Regions from separate parts of the Muntiacus reevesi genome. Here region 1 is linked to region 2. The links are chromatin contacts, called in public Hi-C maps. All regions are on one chromosome and are shown on one strand. The core of a region is the stretch at or near the end of the contact, and the rest is flanking DNA. Distances in the headings are between cores, read along the strand shown.

Region 1 (5,905 bases), core at 235-2,734, 360 kb before region 2:
ATAGTGTATTGGATCCTGTTACATGGTAACTCAGGGAACAGGTCTTTTCTGATCCCCTAGTATCTCTTAGTACAGCTGCAAGCAAGGTTGGTGCTCAATAAATATTGTGTAAAAAATTTAATAAAAATTTAGAATATTATTACATCCTAAAACTGCTGATGGGCATGAGTTTGAGTAAACTCCTGGAGTTGGTGATGGACAGGAAGGCCTGGCATGCTGTGATTCATGGGGTCGCAAAGAGTCGGACATGACTGAGCGACTGAACTGAACTGAACTGAAAACTGTAAAGGCAGAGAGGCAAAGGTGATATAGGCTGGGACCTGGGACCCTTTACTAGAGTGCTAGTACCTGGACAAACACCTCTTTGCACAGCAAAAAAATATTAATACAAATAAACTAGAAGGGACTAAAAATAACTGCATGCATGCACACGTGGGGCAAATTATGAACAATAACACATAAAAAGGCCAAAATCCAACTGCCACTTCTGAGGTGCCAGGAGCAAAAGTAGGATACTGTGCATGATCCCTGCACACAGCACCACAAAAGGTGTGGGCAGACCACAGTAAGCCACTCCTCACCCATTTGGCTCCCCACCCTCACCCCATTTAAAGGACAAGGTCACTCGCCACCCCCACACACAACTGTTTCTTGCTTTGCTCTCTGCTGCTGCAAGAGGAAAGTGAAAGTCACACAGTCGTGTCCGACTCTTTGCGACCCCATGGACTACACAATCCGTGGAATTCTCCAGGCCAGAATACTGGAGTGGGTAGCCTTTCCCTTCTCCAGGGGATCTTCCCTACCCAGGAATCAAACAGGGGTCTCCTGCAATGCAGGAGGATTCTTTACCAACTGAGTTATCAGGGAAGCCTACTGCAAGTGGAGTCCCAATAAAATATTGCCTGAATTCCTTGCTAGCCTCTTATCAATTTCTATTGATTAAAGAGTCCAAGGACCCCAGGTGGTAACAAAGGGAGCATGGCACGGGTTTGATGACACCTGACTGCTAAACTAGGTTCTGATCCATGCTATCTGGCCTTGGTTAAGTTCCTTAGTTTCCTCATCTAACTGTTCCGTCCGGGTACTAAATGAGGATGGATATAGAGGCACTGAAGACCGAGACAGCGCCTGGTAGGCAACAGGCACTCTGACTGTGAGTTCTCTGTATCACGAAAATAAGATGATAGTCACCAGAAAACCAGTAAGTGCAATAACAAGGCTAAAAAAGGATAAGGACGAGCTCCTACTCCCATCCTTGGGAAACACTACATGTGGAGCGGCGGAGACTCTAACCCCTCAGGCAAACTAAGTTTCCAGCCGCACCTGCCTCCGGCGTCGCTTCCGCCTCCGAGATGTCCGCGGGGGCGACGTCCCGGTCGGGCGGGATGCGCGCCTCTGAGCCTCTCGGGAATCTCGGAGCCGCTCCACCGTGGCGCCTGCCACCACCCTCTCCAACCTCTTAGTAACCGCGACGCGGCGGCTGGCCGAGAAGACGGCAACCGAAGGCTGGAGCTTCTAATTACTACAAGTCCCGGCAAGCCTCGCGGCCACTTCCGCTAGCAATTTCGCATCAGCCAGCTCCAACTACGGATCCCGATGGACTCCGCGCAGTACGTCACGGCGTCAGTCTCAGCCAATCGGCTTCGGACAAGTTTAGGAGGGGAGGGAAACGCAGAGGCAAGCAAGATGGCGGCGGCGGCTTCTCAGGGCGGGAGAGCCGGTGGTGGCGGAGGCAGTAGTGGGGCTGGCGGTGGCTCCGGCTGTGGGACAGGCAGTAGCCGTAGCGGCTTACTGGACAAGGTGAGAAGTCTATTCTTGAGGACAGTCGAAGCCTGGGGAGCGCCAGGGAGGCGGCGAACCCCTCTTCCCATCCTCGCCCCCCTTTTCTTCTGCGGCTTCTCAGAGGGAGTTCTCGTTGGCCCACGGTGGGAACCTTAAATGGTGCTTGTAGCTAGCTTCCTACATAGCTCAAACCTGGGCTCTCTCCTCTTGAGGACTTTGTTTCTTCTGGGAAGTGTTCCTCCTAAATGCTGGCCACTACAGCTTCTTAAGACAATTTAATTAGCCCCACATTTCAGAGCGCCATCGCTTTTCCTCGGTGGTGCTGGGGGGCCACTGTTGAATGTGTTCATTTCACGGACAGGGAAGATTGAATCTCGACTGAATGAAAGCAACTCTTCGAAGTTAGTAGTCTCCAAGCTCCCCACGACGACTGCCACACTTGCATGCTGCTGCAGATTCCAAAGTGCTCTTGGGTTTTTGCTTCCTGAAGTTTCTAGGCGTTTTATCCCAATACCTGAATACTGAACCTCGAGTACCGACTTCTCCTACGGCCTAACAAGAAGTCTTTAAGATTTATCTTTTTTTCCCCTTCTCCTTCTACACTCCCCCCCACCCCCGCACCTCCTCCCCCTCTTTCTCGCCTTGCTACCAGGCCAGGTGAATGTGTCTTGGGTGAATAGGAGGCATATGCTTGCTACCTGTTCACGCTGACCTCTTTTCCCTTTTCTCCATCCAGGTTTTTTTTTTTTTTTTTTAAATGCGGGCTTAGCAACAGGGACTTAAAGGAAAAATGAAAATTCTCCTGAGTTGGCCTTTCTTGCCCTTTACATAGCATTTTGAAAGAAACAATTGGGTGGAGATCCGGGTCCTAGTACTGCTTCTGCCTCTGATTAGTTGTGTGACCTTGAAATGTGCTTCTTCTCCCGGTGTCTTATTTCCTTATCTGTAAAATGAATGTATCCTAAGGTTTCTTCCAATTCTCTCATTGTAGGATCCTGGGTCAGTTTGATGAGAAATGATAAGCTTGGGGTTTTTAACATAGTCAGGATTGTTAACTTTTCATTGAAAACAGTTTTCAGACTTCTGTGTGTTTAACACCTGCTGAGTGCTTAAGAAATGAGTAGGTGATCATATTGAGGGGTTCCTATTGAGATCTTTTTGCTTCCCTTTTTGGGTGTAATTGGTTTTGAATTACACGGGCTTCCCTAGTGGCTCAGACAGTAAAGAATCTGCCTGCAGTGCTAAAGAATCTGCCTGTAAAGCGAGACCTGGGTTCGATCCCTGGGTGGGGAAGATCCCCTGGAGGAGGGTATGGCAACCCCCTCCAGTATTCTTGCCTGGAGAATCTATGGACAGAGGAGCCTGGCGGGCTACAGTCCATGGGGTTGCAAAAGTTGGACACGATTTAGCCATAAGTACAGCACCCTTTTAGGGCTTCCCAGGTGGCACAGTGGTAAAGAATCCTCTTGCCAGTGCAGGAGACACAGGAGGCTCAGGTTCAATCCCTGGGTCGGGAAGGTCCCCTGGAGTAGGAAATACTGTTCAGTATTCTTTGCCCGGGAAATCCCATAGACAGATGGGGTTTCCTGCTAAATCCCATTGGCAGGCTACAATCCATGGGGTCACAAACAGCCAAATGGGACTGAGCACACATAAATACATACATTCTTAACATTTAAGAGATAGGAACATGTTCTGGCCTGTTCTTATCCAGCAGTTGGGATGGGAAATTGCTCCAAGCTATGTGAAAGTATTGGGGATTGATGGTCATTGGGAATTGTTTTCCTGTTGGGTGAACACCTCATGGCCTGTGTTCATGCTGTCCCATTGAGTGCTCTTGCTTTTTCCTTCACTTCAAGCAGATATTAAGCATGGACAGTCTGCTAAGGCAGTGATTACTGAAAAGTAATAATATGAAGAATAGCAAGTCATTTAATGTCACTGTTTTCCTTTCTTCACCTGAAATATTAGAGTTTGGGGGAGAATCAAATGAGATGATACACATGAATGACCTCTGTAACTTAAGAGTATCTAATTCAGATATGTAATGGCAGAGAAAAAAAAAAAAATCCTGCTGTCAGAAAATAGTATAGCAGAGTATAAGTCCAAAATACTGAACATAAAATAATTTGGCATTCACTTGTGCACTTTTTATGAAGTTCAGGTGAGAGAGAGAATGATCTGTGAGATCCATTTGAGGAGGGGTGGGAGCCCTGGTGGAGCTGGGACCTTATTTTGAGAGACAGATGGCATATCGGGTAAAAATGTCCTTGAACAAAGGTGTATGGTTAGTGCCTGTTGTTTCTCAGGTACTCTGTTGACTGACTGTAACCAGATAGAGAAGGGCATGGATTGCCCAAAGTAGGAGTAGGAAGCCTGCTGAAGGTGTTTGAGTCTAATATATAAAGTGGTTTAAGAAGAATCATTCAGATAGTTGGGAGTGGTAGAATTTAAAAGTCTTTTTATAGGCCTCATACCATACTGCTGTATGGGGTTTAATACAAAAAGAAAGACATGTTTGAATTCTAGTGCAGCATGTTGAAAACTATATGGTGTTGGATAAGTTATGTGGTATTATTGAGCTTAAATTTCCTTATGTAAACAGTGTGGATACACATACATAATTGTGGCTTACTATGAATATTGTTGTATAATGAATTGATGTATGGCCTTTGTAAAGGGCTATAAAAGCAGAATGACAAGGTGAGGAGAACTCTAACTTAATAGCGGAGATAGATGAAAGGCTTCACAAAAGAGAACGTTGGCAGAATTAAGCAAGAAGTGAGGGGCTGAGGAGAGAGAAAATAAACCCGGAGCTGTTTAGGTGTTTTTACTTGGAAAGCTTGATTTCAGCCTTACATTGAGTTGTTCTTCCTCTGAAGTCTTTAGCATTTATTACACATGGGAATTTAGCTGTGAGTTAATATGACATATTGTTTTGTATCCTGCCCCTAATTAGTATGTCAGTTTCCCATGAGAGGTTCTTTGTGGTGATCAACATAGAATAAGTACTTGAAGCATTGAATCTGGCAAAGAGAAAACTTCATATCTGCCACCCCAGTCTTCAGAAACTGCCTTATAGGATGGTGCCTTTAACTGTTTGAAAATCAGGTACTGTGGAAGAGAACATGGAGAAAATGAGGAACTGTCACCTTACATTTCTTTAATTCGATTTGTTTTGTTTTTTTGGAGGGTTTTTATTTCTTGCAGCTGTAGTTTTATTTGCCATGAAGAAATGTAATAAAGAGATGCAAATGTGCTTCTAGTTTTGCCTAAACAGATGTGAGTTTCTGCTTCTTTGAAACTGACTTGGAGAACAAAGCAATTCTAGCTTCCTGATCTTAAAAATAGATATGCAGATATAACCTTCCAGCTTCCATCACAGAGTAACTTAGATCATTGTGATAACTTACTTCCCCAAAATGCATTAAAGTATTTTGTTCTATGTAGCAGGCTATTAAAAAAAAATTGTTTACTTAATTTGCTTTGGCTGTTAAAATTGACATGTGGTATTAAAGCACCAGTGCTTCTATGGTAGCTCAGACAGTAAAGAATCTGGCTGCACTGTGGGAGACCCGGGTTTGATCCCTGGGTCAGGAAGATCCCCTGGAGGAGGAGATGGCAACACACTCCAGTATTGCCTGGAAAATGCCATGCACGGAGGAGCTTGGTGGGCTATAGTCCATAGGGTTACAAAGAGTTGGACTTGACTGAGTGACTGACACTACTACACTGTTAAAGCATGCTTTTCAGACCTGTATCCAAATTTTAATCTCATAGCTGGATTTCTGTCTCCTGGCTGGATTTTTTGGCTATAAAATTGGCATGTGGTATTAAAATATGCTTTTTAGAAGCTGTACCCAGCCCTTTTAACTTTATTTATGTATTTCTGTCTCCTGGCTGAACTGTTAACCTGATCTTAATGTGGAGTTTTTATATCTTAATAGTTGAGAATATAGGTTCTGGTGCCAGGCTGGCTGGCTGGCTTTGAATTCTTGCTCTGCCACTTATCAGAAATGTGTTCTTGGGCAAATTAATAAATCTCTTTGTATCTCAATTTCCTCATCTGTAAAGTGGGAATAATAATAGTTTTTACCTTAAAAAGTGGTTTCTGGTACATAGT
Region 2 (5,796 bases), core at 718-3,217:
CCAATCCTAGAGGAAGTGACAGAGTGAGATGACATGGAGAAAAAGCCTATTCCTGATTTTCCTACCTCAGTGAGGGTTGTCACTAAGCATCTAGCGTGGATGTCATTTTCAGTTCTCCCCTCAACCTCAATCCATCATGAAGGTACATTAGGTCCACAGCAAGTCCCTTTGGATCATCCACTTCTTTCCATCTTCCCTGGTCCCTCTATACAGACTCCCCCCAGAATTCTGTTAAGTCCACGATTATAGGATCAGAGCATCTCAGTATTAGAGCTGTTTCAGCGCTGGGGAAAAGCTCAGATGGCTTCTAGGACCAGACAATCAGTGAGCGAAGCTGCCAGGAACCGTGGCACATTGGAAAACGCTTTCCCACATAACGGGGAAGGAGAGTGCTGCTATGAGAAAATGTGGGGCCACAATTTTGATAGATTTTCTATATTTTTAAGAAAAATGTAAAACAGTTTTGTAAAGAAATTTTCTAATGTTTTAAATAGAAACAAACTTCAGATTTAAAATGAAAGTGTTCATCACAAGGAAACTTTTTCTGTTTTCAATTTATTTTTGTGTCTATATGAGATGATGGGTGTTAGCTGAATCTTTTGTGGTAATCATTTCATGATATAAGTAAATCAAGCCATTATGTTGTGTGCCTTAAACTTATACATTGATGTATGTCAATTATTTATCAATAAAACTGAAAAAAAAACTATTGGGGAGGTTTAAGGCATGAAACGTGCTGATGTCTGAAAGTAACTTTGAAATGTATCAAAAGATGCATTGTTGGGTGGATAGAGGAAAGGATAAATATGTGATAAAGCAAATATGGAAAAAATGTTAATTGCAGGACCTAAGGGATGCATATATGGGTGTACACTGTAAAATTCTTTCAACTTTTCTGTATGTTTGAAATTTTTTGTAATAAAATCTGTAAGGGGAAATTTTTTTAATTGAAAAAGAATTGCGAGCCACTATCGTGACTTCTGTTACAAGCTGTGACAGACTTTATGAATGTGAGGTAGAGGTAATGAATTAATAATATAAAGGTCCTAAAACAGTCCTTAGAATATTTAATACATATTATATATATTATTATTATCAGTTTGCAACAGAGGAAATGGACACAAATTGGAAGAGATATGTGCCTCACTGAATTTCATTGAGGGCTTTCAGCCGAAAAGCCCTTTTATTTTTTTATTCTTTTATTTCATTAAAGAATAAAGTGAGCAGATGAGTGTGTGTTTATACCTGGTTTTAAACTGATGAGAACTGGACTCTAAACTCTGAATTTTTTAAGCTCTGATTGAGATATTGGCTCCTCTTGTCTATGGGATTTTCCAGGTAAAAATACTGGAGTGGGTTGCCATGCCCTCCTCCAAGGGATCTTCCTGACCTAGAGATCGACCCCTCATCTCTATGATCGAACCATCATCTCTCTCTCCTCCATTTGCACGTGGGTTCTTTACGACTAGTGTCATCTGGGAAGCCCCAGGTTTCTGGATATGGTTGTTGTTGTTCAGTCGCTCAGTTGTGTCCAACTTTTTGCGACCCCATGGGCTGCAGCACGCCAGGTTTCCATGTCCATCGCCATCTCCCGGAGCTTGCTCAAACTCATGTCCATTGAGTCGGTGACGCCATCCAACCATCTCATCCTCTGCGTCCTTCCCTTCTCCTCTGCCTTTAGGCTTTCTAAAGGCAGTATCAGCGTCTTTTCCAATGAGTCAGCTCTTCGCATCAGATGGCCAAAGTATTGGAGTTTCAGCTTCAGCATCAGTCCTTCCGATGAATATTCAGGATTGATTTCCTTTAGGATTGACTGCTTTGATCTCCTTGCAGTCCAAGGAACTTTCAAGAGTCTTCTCCAACACCTCACAGTTCAAAAGCATCAACCCTTGCACCGCGCTTTTCTCTTTCCTTTTACCAAAGTGAAAACTACACTTCCCATGAACGCTCACAGGCGTCGAGGTCGCGCAGTTCTTTGTCGTCGCACAGCGCCCTTTATACGCACTTCCGCCCGCTTGCCACTTCCTTTCCTTTCGGCGGCTCGCGGCGGCAAGATGGCCGTGCAAATTTCCAAGAAGAGGAAGGTGAGATCCTGGGGCCCGGTTGCAGGGAACTGTCGCGTTTCGCGGGTCAGGAGCTTCTCTGGGTGCTATTGCGAGACCTACAGCTCTTCGCTATACCCGGGGCAGCGGTTGGACTGTGTCGCTTTCCTGTGGGCTGCGGATGGCGGTGGATTGAGCGCAGGCCCGTGGCTGCCGAGAGCAGTATGGCTGGGATAGGAGGGACGGATTTCTGCCGGTTCCGGGCGGAGACCAGAGATGAGCACTGAGGGCTCCTCGTGCCCTGGAGGAGCGCTTGTGAGCCTTTCTTAGTCAGTAGTTAGTAAAGTTAGTAAACGTGATGTTTTGAGGGCATGAGCCTTTTCCTTCATCGAATCATAGCTTTGAGAAAGGGAGGTAGCAGTGTTTTCTTGCCTTCTTCCCAGGCGTGTCTGGGTGCAGCCTTCTGACCCCGAGGACCTCAGTTGGGAAGGTTACTGACAATTTCTTGTTCTATCTGGGGGTCAAGGAAAAGTTCTGGGGAAATAGAGGGAAGGGGCCTGGGTAAAACGGTTTAATTTAAAACCCTTCAATGAAGAGGAGATGACGAGTCTGACTGGAGGTGTTCTCTTTGTCCAGGTGCCCCCTACCCTGTGCCGCGTTCTGTGGCACAGTTTTAAGGGCCTGGGTCAAAGTTAACTTCCAGAAGATGACGTAGAGGCATTTGTCTGAGAAGGGTTGCTGTATTTCCTCTGGAACGTTGGTTGGAGGTGTTGAATTTTGATTAGGGTTGCATTGACTGGGCTAGAAAAGTGATCCTATGTCCAGATCCTGATTTTCATTTTACTTTTGGTTAGTTTGTCGCTGATGGCATCTTCAAAGCTGAACTGAACGAGTTTCTCACTCGGGAGCTGGCTGAAGATGGGTACTCTGGAGTTGAGGTCCGAGTTACGCCAACCAGGACAGAAATCATTATCTTGGCCACCAGGTAAAAAATTCATTTTTTCTGGTCATCATGTGTAATTGTTATCTGCTCTAAGGTGATTTGTTTTGTAAACTTAGCAGAACAACAATTGAGTCTTAGTGAATGAGTTTTTAAGCTGCATTAAAAAAAATGATCTCTTAATTCTTGTCATCCAAAATTTATACTTCTTTGTGTCAGATGAATTGCCACACATGTGCAAGATTTAAAACTACATCTGTAATGTTATGAGAGCTGTGAATTGTTGCTCTTCATTTTTCTCAGGACACAGAATGTACTTGGTGAGAAGGGCCGGCGGATCCGGGAGTTGACTGCTGTGGTTCAGAAGAGGTTTGGCTTCCCTGAAGGCAGTGTAGAGGTGAGTGATCCTGGCTTGTGCCAGAGGCTACTGTGGGCCTAGAAATGGCTCTTCAGGATGGTGCTGTGCTGTGCTTTGTCACTTAGTCGTGTCCAACTCTTTGTGACCCCCATGGACCCAAGGCTTCTGTCCATGGGGATTCTTCCAGGCAAGAATGCTGGAGCTGGTTGCCATGCCCTCCTCCAGGGGATCTTCCCAACCGAGGGATTGGACCCAGGTCTCCCACTTTGCAGGCAGATTCTTTACCATCTGAGTCACCAGGGAAGCCCTCTTTAGGATGGTGCTTCTGAAAACTCCTATTATCACCCTGAAAAGTTACTTGTGATCAGTGAGTATTACAAATGGATTGGTATTTTGTTGAAGTTCTTTTAATAAGCAGGCAGCAGTAATTTATATCCATCTAGGATATAGTAATGATACATAGGAGAGATTGGCTGCCAATTGATCTCCATGATTTGGCTGTGGAAAGGTGAGGGTAGAAGAAAAATGAGGAATGGTTCACTTCAGTCTACGTCCCTGAGTGTGTGTTAGATGTGGGCATTAGAAGCGCTTTAATACTTTGGTAGTAGGGAAGTAGATGGGGAGACAGTGGAAACAGTGTCAGACTTTATTTTGGGGGGCTCAAAAATCACTGCAGATGGGGACTGCAGCCATGAAATGAAAAGACACTTACTCCTTGGAAGGAAAGTTATGACCAATCTAGATACCATATTAAAAAGCAGAGACATTACTTTGCCAACAAAGGTCTGTCTGGTCAAGGCTATGGTTTTTCCAGTGGTCATGTATGGATGTGAGAGTTGGACTGTGAAGAAAGCTGAGCGCCGAAGAATTGATGCTTTTGAACTGTAGTGTTGGAGAAGACTCTTGAGAGTCCCTTGGACTGCAAGGAGATCCAACCAGTCCATCCTAAAGGAGATCAGTCCTGGATGTTCATTGGAAGGACTGATGCTGAAACTGAAGCTCCAATACTTTGGCCACCTCATGTGAAGAGTTGACTCGTTGGAAAAGACCCTGATGCTGAGAGGGATTGGGGGCTGTAGGAGAAGGGGATGACAGAGGATGAGATGGCTGGATGGCATCACCAACTTGATGGGCATGAGTCTGAGTAAACTCCGGGAGTTGGTGATGGACAGAGAGGCCTGGCGTGCTGCGATTCTTTGGGTTGCAAAGAGTCGGACACGACTGAGTGACTGAAATGAACTGAATAGTACAGTGAAGGGCTTCCCAGGTGGCTTACTGGTAAAGAATCTGCCTGCCCGTGCAGGAGATGTGAGTTCAGTCCCTGAGTCAAGAAGAACCCCTGGAGGAGGGCATGGTAACCCATACCAGTATTCTTGCCTGGAGAATCCCAAGGACAGAGGAGCATGGTTGACTGTAATCAGTGGGGTTGCACACTCAGCCACTAAATGAGAACAAGTGTAGTGATACATAGAGTGGTGTCTGTTTGTATCATGAATGTGCTGATTTTTAGTTGAAAACAGTGGTGAGTGTAACAAGTTTAAGAATGTGCCTTGTTTCTTTAAAGCTTTATGCTGAAAAGGTAGCCACAAGAGGACTGTGTGCCATTGCCCAGGCAGAATCTCTGCGTTACAAGCTCCTAGGAGGCCTTGCTGTGCGGAGGTAAGAGCCCTTATGATTGTGTCCTTTTGTGAACCAGTATATCAGCTATTTTGTTAATTTAGTAAGTGGACTCTGTGACAGGCTCAGCTAGTCTCTGAGGACTTTAACAATAAGACATTGCCAATCCATGTTGTCACTAAACTGACAGCCTAGTTAGGAAGACTAGTAAAGACGCAAGTGTTTAAAACAAGTGGGTGGTGTTACAGTAGAGCACTATGTGCAAGCTGTGCTGTAGACAGGTTCCCATAGGAGGAATGCCGTAGGCAAGGATGTGCAGAAGACTGCATACCTGGTTTGACTGCCATCTCCACCATGTAGAACGGTGATTCTCAGAAGTTTGGTGCCTGGGCCAGCATCAGTGTTGCCAGTAAGAATTGATGAGAAATAAACATTTTCCGTTTCCAACCCAGACTCACTGAATTGGGGAGTCGGGGGAATACAGCCCAGCAACCTGTCTTGATAAGCCCTCCAGGTGAATTTTGTACACACTGAAGTTTGAGTGGTTCATTTTGACCTTGAGGCGATTCTATAATACGCAGCCAAGTTTGGAAAGCCCTTGATTAGGAGGAACTTGATGTGTTTCCCTAAGATGGCGTGTGGTGGGAGTGGAAGGTTTCTGTCTCTTGGGGCAGGCTCTGGTCACACTTCCTCCGCACTGAAGGGACACTGAACGTAGTCCGTGCAGGCTGCGGCCTGCTCTGAAGCGGGCGGGGTTGAGCGTTCTGCCTGGGGTGACACACGTGGCTCTGTCCCGTGTGTGCCCACAGGGCCTGCTATGGTGTGCTGCGGTTCATCAT

What was found. Hi-C and Micro-C count contacts between places; a contact is called where the count stands out from the background.
Region 1: a Hi-C map of blood shows a contact between it and region 2, with 2.3 times the contacts expected there. The contact joins the promoter of XRRA1 here to the promoter of RPS3 in region 2. A contact is called at or near these places in 2 of 3 Hi-C or Micro-C datasets (blood and muscle).

Annotation. Positions count from the first base shown.
Region 1 is chr9:37,136,382-37,142,286 of mMunRee1.1, reverse strand. It overlaps XRRA1 (X-ray radiation resistance associated 1), which reads right to left and starts at 1,484. Exons shown (of 18, transcript XM_065944144.1): 1 at 1,324-1,484. SPCS2 (signal peptidase complex subunit 2) reads left to right here and starts at 1,651. Exons shown (of 5, transcript XM_065944563.1): 1 at 1,651-1,800. The coding sequence starts at 1,687.
Region 2 is chr9:36,775,066-36,780,861 of mMunRee1.1, reverse strand. It overlaps RPS3 (ribosomal protein S3), which reads left to right and starts at 1,967. Exons shown (of 7, transcript XM_065944865.1): 1 at 1,967-2,084; 2 at 2,897-3,027; 3 at 3,286-3,379; 4 at 4,905-4,999; 5 at 5,767-5,796. The coding sequence starts at 2,055. It overlaps LOC136176119 (small nucleolar RNA SNORD15), which reads left to right and starts at 2,627; the gene lies at 2,627-2,776.